3 separate regions of the Mus musculus genome follow, and all the other regions are linked to region 1. A link is a contact called in public Hi-C data. All regions are on one chromosome and are shown on one strand. The core of a region is the stretch at or near the end of the contact, and the rest is flanking DNA. Distances in the headings are between cores, read along the strand shown. Region 1 overlaps Dlc1 (deleted in liver cancer 1). Region 2 holds the start of Dlc1 (deleted in liver cancer 1). Region 3 overlaps Dlc1 (deleted in liver cancer 1).

Region 1 (3,480 bases), core at 274-2,773:
AGAAAAAATGGACACGTGTTCATTTGTTCATGCTTGCTCAAATTCTCCACCCTTAGTTCAGGACCCTCTGCCTAGGGAATGGCGCTACTCACAGCAGGACAGAATGTCCACATAGGTTACCTAATTAAGACAGCCTCACAGTCCAACCCAATGTTTATAATCCCTCATTGAGACTCTTCCTCAGTGACTCTAGATTTCGTCAAGTTGACAACTATAGAATCAAGAAGCCAAACACCACACCTAGAAAGGACTAAGCAAAATAATGCCATGTTTTAAGTATAATATATTTAGCACTCTTTTTCTTTTCTCTTAAAAAACTCAAATCATAAATGTACTTTGGAAGTTATTACTGGGCAAAAATGGAAAAAAAAAGTATCTTGCCTTCCACTTTGGACTTTTAGAAGTCCCGTGCGCCCCCAAATCCCAAATCCCTCAAAACAAACCGCTTCAGTCCTGCTCCTATGTGCTGAAGCCTGAACGTAATTGTGTATGCAAACTGAAATATTAAAAGCATAACTTCTAATTTTAGTTCATTCTGATTTCTAAACCAGCCAGGAGCCTCCTGTTTTAGGTGATGATGTAGTTGACATTCTGTTCACTTAACTTGGAAAAGAGGCCAACATCTCATTAAACAGAAAGAGAGAGGGGGGGGGAGAGGATTAAAGATATGACCTAGCATCTGGGAAGTAAGTATTTTTGTTCTACAAAGAGGAGAAATGCCAGTTACTAGGAGAGATATACTACTAGGCCTGACCTGGAACTGTAGAGAGGATTTCTCTGGGTTCCATGGATGAACCCGATAGATCTCATATTTATTCTTCTCTATAGGCTAAGTTCTGCTCATGAAGGGCTCTGGCCTGAAAAGGATCCTTAGAGCAGCTCAAACTGGAATTATTTAACTTTTGTATTTATGCTGGGCTGTGGAGTAGAGGACGTGGTGAGTGACTGGGTCAGGAGTGGATGAAGTCCTTAGTGAATGTGTATTGTTGATAATGAAGACAGCTATAACAAGGACCCCGAAGCCTCAGACCTACAAAAGGCAAAGCCTTCCTCTGGTCCGGGTGTCAGTGTTGAGTGTGTGTGCAGGAACGATCAAGCACAGCATCTTCTCTAGGATAACTTTAGTCTGAGGCTCACCCCCCCCCGAGACTAGCTAAATCCTTCTCCACATTCACCTCTATGTAATAAACCATGTGCAGAGGTTGCCTATCTAGTCTCAGGCAGGCTGAGGCCCAGCTGCAATCTCAGTCTCTCTATGTCTCATCCTTTCTCCTCAAAGATGGCCGTGACACTCACTGACTCATTCTCTCCTTATCAAAGACAGTAAACTCTGCAGCTATACGCTCACTCACATCACAAGCATCCCCCATGGCTGTCTCCCTTTAAAAATCTAGAGTGAAGCTGTCTCTGTTTACTGCATATTTGCAGGCATACCTCACTCCTGGTTAAAAGGCATTCCATGTGCCCTTACTTGCTTTTCGCTGTGAACGCAGGGAGCACAAAGCAGTTCACAGAGTCAATGTTTGTGGTTGCCCTTCGTTGGAGTGGTGCCAGCATCCTTGAGAGCAAGTATCCTGCAAAGCAGGCCAGACACTTAACGTTGCTGGCTTATTACAGACCCGGTCATTTGAAACACAGATATCTATTTCCCAGAAGACATAAGAGAGTAAACATACAATACAATATCCCAGAGATCTGGTTCGATGCATATCCTTAAATGGTTTGCTTTATGTCAGCCGAAGCTCATCTAGATTGTGATTTGTCTAAACTTTCTCACTTTATAGTCGCTTACCCTCTTTTCTTCCTAAGGTGCTTAGCTTTGGAAATAGCGCCCTGCCTTGTGTCTCAGTATTTGAGACATTTAGATTCCACTCTCCCTTAGCGATCAAGATAGTATGTCTTTAATAGAGGCATTACATTCCTTTCCCCCAATGCATACGGCTTATACTGTGTGTTTATTTCACTTTATTAAATCTTTTAAAAGAGTATGACTAATTTCCTTTTAATTTATCAATTTCTGTTTCTGTGCTGAAGAAAGTTACTACATAGGCAGAGTCTGGATTTATCTTACTTTCAATCTTTTTTTTTAATAACTTTTTAACCTTCAATTTTAGTCTATTTTATTTTTCTTTAGAGTTGTCTGGTTTGTGGAATTGTGTCAGCTCTCTATGAGAACTTGGCATTGCAATGATAGGAGCTGGTGTTTATGGGTGCTCTTCATGGGAACTACAACCCTTGGTACCTCACTGGGTCAAGAGCTGGTGCACAGCAAAAGCTACTGGCAACATTTGAAGACCAGAGTAAGCACCAGAGACTTGCAGTTTACAGTGTGTGGACAGTGTAGGAACTCATACACTCAAGCTTAAGAGTGTCTTAAGCTCCCTTTAGCAGTTTCCACAATAATCAATATAGATGAGGTGGCCTCCCTCCTATAGCTACTAGATGTCCCTGGGACTGTGTCGCCAATGAAAACCGTGCTTTTCCATGTCACACTGCACTTTTGTATATATATCACAAAACATCTCTATTCACCCCTACTCTGCAGGTCTGTGGATCGCAGCTCACTGTTGATTACACATAGCTGGCATTCTTCTGCCCACTGACGTTCCTATGACCTCGGTGACCAACTCCGGGGCACCTCTGTGCATTACTGTCATTCTCTTACCTAACAGTAAAGTTGCAGGCTCTATGCTGGTGACCTAGCAATAGCCATTGCTTCTTAGGTTTTTCTATTTATGCTGGTTAGTGACAAAGAGATAAGAGATAAGATTAGACCAGGTCAGCACACAGGGTAATTCTTAGTCTAGCACGGACAGAGCAGTCCGTGCCCTGGGGTCTTTAAAAACTGTATACCTAAGTTCCTATATTTTAAAATCATCATATAATTAGTTCATATTAAGCTACTACATCACCATTTTGTGATCTGAACATTTCTATAGATATGTTTCACAATAATTGGCTTTCTTCACAATTTTCTACTATTTTATTCACACATTTGTAAATATTCTGAGAAGTGAGCCATAGGCTTTATCTGAATACCATCTTAACATCAGGCCAAGGAGCCTTGTGTGGAACACTTAGGAGGCAAATGGCTTTGGGGAATAAAATGCAATTTGATGCCAAGATGTCAAGGTACCAAGTAGGAAGGAGATGGGCAGGCAGCAACTCTGCTTAGACTGTGAGGAGCTAGAGAGATATGAGAAAGACATGCTGTTCAGCCAGATGGGGCTATGTGCCCCATCAATCAATTAGCATGGCTCTCAAGTTCCCATTCACTGAATCCTTAGTGATACAATCTGCTCTTAAGAAAGAAGCCCAGAGGGCTGGGGGCATAGGTAAGCAAAACTGATAGGGGCTATGACCGGGCACAGTGAGGGGCATAAATCAAAGGGGGTGAAATTAAAGCAATCCTTTCTGTTATTTCTCACAAGTGGCAGATCTGTATTTTGTTTATAGAAGACTGCAGATCCTTTTAAATGA
Region 2 (3,480 bases), core at 293-2,792, 220 kb after region 1:
CCTAAAGCCACAGAATTTCACTTCCTACATAGTAAAATCTGCTTTTTCTCATTTTTAAAAGCTTAACAAAGTTTAAATTGTTAGCAACAACATCAAAGCATCAATATAAATCACTCTAGGCTAGAAATTAAAAATTCTATTAGCTAACACACCAAATGGTCATCTTGTCCTTTATAGAAGTTTATGATTAACATCCTTATTGGTTTCTTATGATCCTACTGGCAAACCTGTTATCCATCCTTCACTTACTGCATTTTGTGTTTGGTTCACAGATTTGGAGATAGGCATAATATCTTTGCATACTATTCCATACAATTTTCCAAAAATAATTTCCTTCTAAATATAACATCATCTTTGTTATTGTAACTCTGGGTTATATCAGCCATTGCTACATTTATTTACTCCGGGACCACACATTTAACCATTAAGACAATTTAGAAGGCTGAAGCATGGTGACTATTTGACTTGACGATGACAGAAAATACGAATGAATGGTCAGCTAGATTCTCCCATGACTGATGTGATTGTACAGATTTGCTTCAGCAACACGGAGTGTTCATACAACATGAGATCTGAGCGGCGAATCCAAGTTTAATGTTAACAAAACCCGATTCTGACACTTATGTTCCCAAACTGAAATTAAATGTGCAGAGACAGAAATAACCTGTAAACTTGTATGTCATTACTTCTCTTAAAATAACAATTTACGTTGTGTGTTAGTAACAGGGTAAGTGACTGAAACTAGCTGGAAATACTAGAGAATTTGATTTTCAGAGTTTTCAGTAAGACGCTGATTATTGTTTGAAAGCACATTACTAAGAAAAAACGTTATAATGTTATGTCCTCTTTTTGTTGGGAAAACAGAGAGGAGAAAGGAGTTTCTAAAGTTTCACACTTCAATCTGAGAAGATTCATTGGCCCCCAGATATGCTACACCTATCAGCAGCGGCGCGTTACAGATGGATTGGTCAGTAAGTTAAGAATAAAAAGAAATCAGAAGAAAACATTTCTGCATGGGGAAAGAGACTCGAGCTACGTGGAACATATTTTAGAAATGACATTTTGCTCAAAAGATTTTGACTCCCCGCTGTCTACTGACTACACAGTTTTCCCCCTTCTGCTTTTCAGGGCTCAGCTCTGAAAGCAGTCAACAGCTGGCTGAAGATGGCAAGGTTTTCCAGCTCTGTCTCCTACATGACAGTCGCAGCAGCAGCCTCTTACCTGGACCAGGAGTTGCTGTTACCGCCAAGGCATGATGCTATTCCAGCCAGGCTAGGAGAGGAGTCTGTCCCGGTTAGCGGCTCCAAAAAATCTAAGTTCACATTGCTGGCTGAGGTCACGGCTCTATTCTGAGCAGTTCTCCTTAACGCAGTGTGTGATTCTAACAAAAAACCCCCTCTGCAGCTGGAGAGAGCCTCAGCTAACGCCGGATCCTGTCAAGGCGTTCCTAGTGACTTCTGTCCTCTAAATGCAGACTGATGTTTTGCGAGAGAGGGGCCTCCACCAGCAGGCCCAGATTGCCTGCAAAGTATTTCCTGCCTCCGAGAAGTTTGCATGTGAGAAAGCCTGCACGAAGCCGGAGGGGAGGGGCTGAGCAGAGCCGCCTGGGCGTTGAAGCTCTGATTTTACACAGAACCAAAGTGAGTTTGTCAAAGCTCTTGAGATGATTAGTTAGCGTCAGAAAGTCCTAGAGTCCTTCCTATCCCACAGGGCTCGTGGAAAACAAGGAAGGAAGAGAGTGCAGCTCTCCCCTCTGCACAGTGTTACTTTCTACTGTGTTAAATGGAGAACACTTCTCCTAATTCTCATTTCAAAAGTTTTCTAAGACAGATGAAGTCTGAGCCTTTTAATACCGTAATTCTTCTAAAGTTTAGAACCTTAAAAAATAACTTCAAAATTTAAATCCTGGACTTGGGGAAGGAAAAAAAATCTGTAAGTAAAATTCCGAGAATCGAGGAAACAGAGAATTTTCTTCTCTCTCTCTCATCCCCAGAATTCTGAACAGAACACAGTGGTTTGTGTTACAGCACGTGAAGCCTCCTTACCTCCAGTAAGGGATCCTCCAGTTACAGACAACCACGGCTGCAAAGGCTGGAAAGGCTGGAGAAGGCAGACTCCATCTTGATCAAGTTAGAAGTCCTGCTGACATAAAACACTTGCGATGCTTCCTCCAGCATGGCCGAGTCTCTCAATCACATCTCTAAAGTGGCTAGCAGAGTGTATGCCTCCTTCCCCAGACAGCTTGTGAACTCTCATCTGTTTATCTTTTCTGCTTTTGTGCCTCCACTGCGTGACTTCCTCCTAGCTGCTCCGGCCTGGGAGCTAGGACTACCATTTGGTTTTGATTAAAACCAGACAGCCAACTCTGGAGAATTTAGGGAATAAGCTAATGGAAACTGCGAATATGGCTTTAATTAGTGCATCAATTAATAATAGATGTTAGCTTGTCTTATAATAAGATGTCACAAATGCAGAGCTCAAATCATTTCTGGAAAGAATTCATACAGAGTCTCTTTTATGACCCAGAGTTCTCCCTCAGGGAAAGTGCAAGGGTAAGACGGACAGTGGCCTTGGGACATGTAGGTTTGTGGCCAGGCCAGTGGGATAGCTTCCTTGTTTACACCAGAGAAACGGGAAACAACATCTGTCCATTTATCTTATTTGGTTGAAACTACTCAGTAATCGTTCCCTTTCATTTTAGTTACATTAAAAGAGTTCATTCTATAGCTCTAGGTGACTTAACTAGTCCTTTAAAAAATGATTAGGAATTCGATGAATCTAATTATTGACTCTGTGTGAGGGTTGTACAATTTTAGCTTGTCAATAATATAAAATTTAAGAATAATTCCAATATCCAAGTAAGAAATAAGTATAAAACCACATAATGAGATGCAGGAGAAATTAAGCCTGCATGTCTCAACAGCTGTCCTCTTATCTGAACGCTAAGTGGTTTTTCATTGTTTATATATATTCTCAGGTGGTCTTAATTTCTACAAATGCATGCAGGTCTTCCAGTATCATAATGGCCATCTTTTACTTTTCCTTGACAACACCGTGTAGGTGATAACTTGACCAAGTATGATGTTAGAGCTACTGCATCTTTTTTCACTGGACAACTGACATAGCTCAGAAAACACAATTTAGACAAAAGTCAAATAGGAAAAACAGGTTTAAGCCATGCACAAGCTGAAACATGAGATGATTCTAACATAAACATACTAGCAGGGCTTGCCATGGGGACAAAGGTCTGGAACCCCAGCTCTTGGGAGACAGGAGTACAAGTTTAGCTTAGTCTTCATAGAAAGACCATGCCAATAATAATTTTTTTCTTTTTTGCAGAGATATCCCAGTCACTAAAGTGCTTACCACATTGAGTGATTCAAGGTTCTGAGTGCAAAATCCAGAACCCACCTAAAAATAGTTGAGTATGGCGATGCATGCCTGTAATATCAGCACAGGTGAGGCAGCTGAATTCTGAGA
Region 3 (3,480 bases), core at 277-2,776, 130 kb before region 1:
CATCGCTCCAAAATTCCACTGGGTAAAAAGCAAGCTACCCTCCAGTGCAGTCCAGTTATTGATGTTGATTTCTGGGTTTCACAGTAAAAAGCACACACAGTATCACAAGTGTGCTTCCTCTGGGTCACCAAGGGGCAGAAGCCATTATCCCAACAGGATTATCATCATCATCATCATCATCACCACCATCATCACCATCATTATCACCATCACCATCATCTACCCAATTCCCCTGAGCTCTGAAGAGGAAACGCTACCGCCGGGTAGGCCTGGTGAGGGTGGGGAGTTATAGCTAACTAGTTATGCCCTTGTTCCCGAGGTGAGAGATTGACTTCAACATTTTCTAACTCATAATCACTGGTTTTACACAATGACACAGAATTCCTAATTCCTAAGGCATCCCTTTTTTAGGGATAACATTTACAGCAGCTTTTCAAAAACAACTGGGAACGCTATCTCAGCATTAGTATTTTCTTCCGGAGGCAAGGGTTAGATTACTCTTACCCTGATGAATAATATATGCTGACCCAGCACACAGTTTCAGCTCAGTGACTAACAAAGATGTGCATGGACCATGGTATTCCAAGCTTATACTTCTTCATCGGTAGACAGAGGGATGACCACACAGTGAAGACTAACCATGAATATGAATGCGAATTACTAAACAGAACCCAGACCACATAGCCCAGCCTTTGGGGGACTCAGAGTTTACTAAACAATAAGCCCAAATCAGAGAATGTATCTGTAGGAAATATATAATATGAAACTTAGAAATGTGAATGCAAAGTATTATTTCTGTCTGTTACGCCTACGTGGAAAAGCAACCAAGCTATTTTAGTCAGTTCTAACTTCCTTTAAGGTCACTTTTCTGATCCAAATGAACAGTTCTGTCTTCTAAAAACATCCAGTGATGGCTTGGAGGAGGAATCCAAGAACTCAATTTTCTCTTATTTGCTCGAAGGTTTTCTGAAGGAACTGGTTCTTAAAAGACGATAGTTTTGCTGACGACAGAAGTACAGTCTGAACCCAACTTCCGGGTTGGGTTTAGAGGCAGGAAGTACAAATATCCAGGTTCCAAATGGACCTGTGGGCTGCTACCCTCCGAATGTATGCGTATGGCTTGTTAACCTGGCACGGGCAGGACGAGGTGGGAAATGACTGCCTAGATCTCAGCAGGGCGCACTTCAGAGTCAGCTTATGCTTTAGTTGACGTGGGCAGGTCCCCAGGTACCAAACCGGGAGAATGGAGTAAGAAAGGGGCTGGAAATTGGATTTACCAAAACCAACAGGCACAAGAAGGTGCCACCCAGTAGCACATCAGCACCCCAAACGGACATAACTGTAGGAAATGGAGTTCTTAAAGAGGAAAACAAAAGCCCACCGCTGCAAATCCAATTAGCTTTATCTCTAGGAGAGCTGTAAATTAGAAAAGTCACAAGTCCTGTTGCAGCTTCCATCTCCAACGCCCTTTTAGCAGGTCAGGAGTTCTGTCTGAAGGCAAGAAACTCCACCACATTAAGGAGAGTGTTAAACATCAAATAATGGGATGATGAGAAATTTCAGATAGGCTGTGAAATTGAGGGACAGTAAGCTACTCCAGGATGTCAAAATCAAGAGTCACCCGTATGTTTTAGTGTCTTTGGTATAAAAAGGTACTCTGTACCCTGCCAAAAGAGGACAGTAAATGCCTGTCCAGCCACAAACCCTTTGACTTGCAGTGGTGTCCTGCCTGCAAGATACACTCTAGGGCAATGGCGGCTCATAGCTTGTGGGAATCACCAGCCAATATCTGATTTGACTTAAGGCCTACTCCATGAGATGGAACACATGCCTGACCCTGTTTGGATGACCAATAATCTGAGACTAGAGAGCCCAGGGACCTTGGGTAAAAGCAAATACTACTGATCTTAAAATAATAATAATAAAAAAAGACTTCTAATGATATTTTTATCTCTACTCATAGATCAGTGCCTTTCTTAGAGATCATGGGAGAAGCTTCATTCTGCAGCAAAAGGGAACAAACAGAGACTCACAGATAAACATTACGCAGAGTGAGAAACCTTGGAGCTCAGCCTTAAATGGCATGTCTTCATCAAATCTCTCCCCTCGGGGCTCAGGGAGCCCTACAGAAGAGGAGGGAGAAAGAGTTTAGCTGTATCAGGAGAGAGAGAGAGAGAGAGAGAGAGAGAGAGAGAGAGAGAGACAGAAAAAGAGAGAGAGAGAGAAAGAAAGACAGAGACAGACAGGCATACACACAGAGAAAGAGAGAGACAGATAGACACACACACACAGAAAAAGAGAGAGAAAGAAAGACAGACAGAGACAGACAGACAGGCATACACACAGAGAAAGAGAGAGAGACAGATAGACACACACACAGAAAAAGAGAGAGAGAGAGAAAGAAAGACAGACAGAGACAGACAGACAGGCATACAGAGAGAGAGAGAAAGAGAGAGAGAGAGAGAGAGAGAGAATATGAAGTTATGAAGTTGGGTGGGTAGGGAGGTGGGGAGGTGGGGAGGATCTGGGAGGATCTGGAGGAAAGGAAACCATGATCAAAATATATTCTATAAACATTTTAATAAAAATAATAAAAATTGAAAATTTCCAATCCATAAAACGAAGTTCACTACTTTAAAGCTGTAATTATTATAAAACAATTTCATGCACGGATACTAGGTTTCCCATTCAAAGGAACAGCTCCTACATCTCAGTGGATGCACTGTACACATCAGCCTACAGACCCAGAGACCCAGAGGATGAGTGTCCTAGTGTCCTGTCAACTTGACACAAGCCAGGGTCATCTGAGAGAACCACAACTGAGAAAATGCCTCTGTCAGACTGGCCTGCAGGCAAGTGTGGGGGTGGGGTGGGGGTGGGCGGGGCCACTTGGACAGGTTGTCCTGGGTACCACAAGAAAGCAAGCCAGTAAGCAGCACTCCTCCATGTCCTCTGCTTCAGTTCCTCCACACAGGTTCCTGCCTTGAGTTCCAGCCCTAATCTTGGTGATGGCCTATAAACTGTAAGATGAAATGAACGTTTGTCTCTGCCAGTCGTTTTTGGTCATATTGTTTATCACAGTGACGAAGAGAGCAAATTTGTACGGTGGTCTTTTAAATTTTAATTTTCCTGTCTTGGTATGTGTATGAATGCATGTGCAACGTGTGTGTTTGGGTGGGGTGCTCCTGCACAGATCTGCATATGCATAGGGAGGCCAGAGTTCAATGTCCCCCATCTTCTTCAGAATCTCTTGCCAACGTGATTGGATAAACATTTTTAAAGGCATAGCTAACTTTGGAGAACAATTGGCCTTGCTGATTAAACACACACATAGACAGACAGAAAGACAGACACACACACACACACACACAGACACTGAAATACATAGCCTAATGACACAAAAAGCTGCTCATTACTGTTAATGATTAAGAAAATGGAGTGATAATCCATAGATCTCTTTTTTTAATTCATCTGAATGGT

What was found. A called contact is a pair of places that touch in the nucleus more often than the background predicts.
Region 2: a Hi-C map of adipose-derived mesenchymal stem cells shows a contact between it and region 1, with 2.2 times the contacts expected there. The contact joins the promoter of Dlc1 here to the enhancer-like site in region 1. A contact is called at or near these places in 2 of 484 Hi-C or Micro-C datasets (adipose-derived mesenchymal stem cells and uterus) and 1 of 9 other capture datasets (adipose tissue).
Region 3: a contact with region 1 is called in a Hi-C map of the N1E-115 cell line, with 2.2 times the contacts expected there. The contact joins two enhancer-like sites. A contact is called at or near these places in 8 of 484 Hi-C or Micro-C datasets (the N1E-115 cell line, adipose-derived mesenchymal stem cells, liver and 4 more), 3 of 115 datasets of contacts at active chromatin or transcription factors (embryonic stem cells, neural progenitor cells and neural tube) and 3 of 9 other capture datasets (adipose tissue, liver and pancreatic islet).

The regions. Positions count from the first base shown.
Region 1 is chr8:36,726,293-36,729,772 of GRCm38.p6, forward strand. The region is part of intron 5 of Dlc1 (deleted in liver cancer 1); the gene reads right to left. Among named protein-coding and RNA genes, the nearest start is that of Dlc1, 220 kb to the right of the region's middle. Within about 2 kb of position 1,524, at least 58 of the 459 cell types and tissues checked have an H3K27ac peak or open chromatin away from gene starts, as enhancers often do. A contact at or near this core is called in the N1E-115 cell line, adipose-derived mesenchymal stem cells and uterus, where this site is marked.
Region 2 is chr8:36,950,900-36,954,379 of GRCm38.p6, forward strand. Dlc1 (deleted in liver cancer 1) reads right to left here and starts at 1,543. Exons shown (of 18, transcript NM_001194940.2): 1 at 1,222-1,543.
Region 3 is chr8:36,595,170-36,598,649 of GRCm38.p6, forward strand. The region is part of intron 6 of Dlc1 (deleted in liver cancer 1); the gene reads right to left. Among named protein-coding and RNA genes, the nearest start is that of Trmt9b, 140 kb to the left of the region's middle. Within about 2 kb of position 1,527, at least 12 of the 459 cell types and tissues checked have an H3K27ac peak or open chromatin away from gene starts, as enhancers often do. A contact at or near this core is called in the N1E-115 cell line, where this site is marked.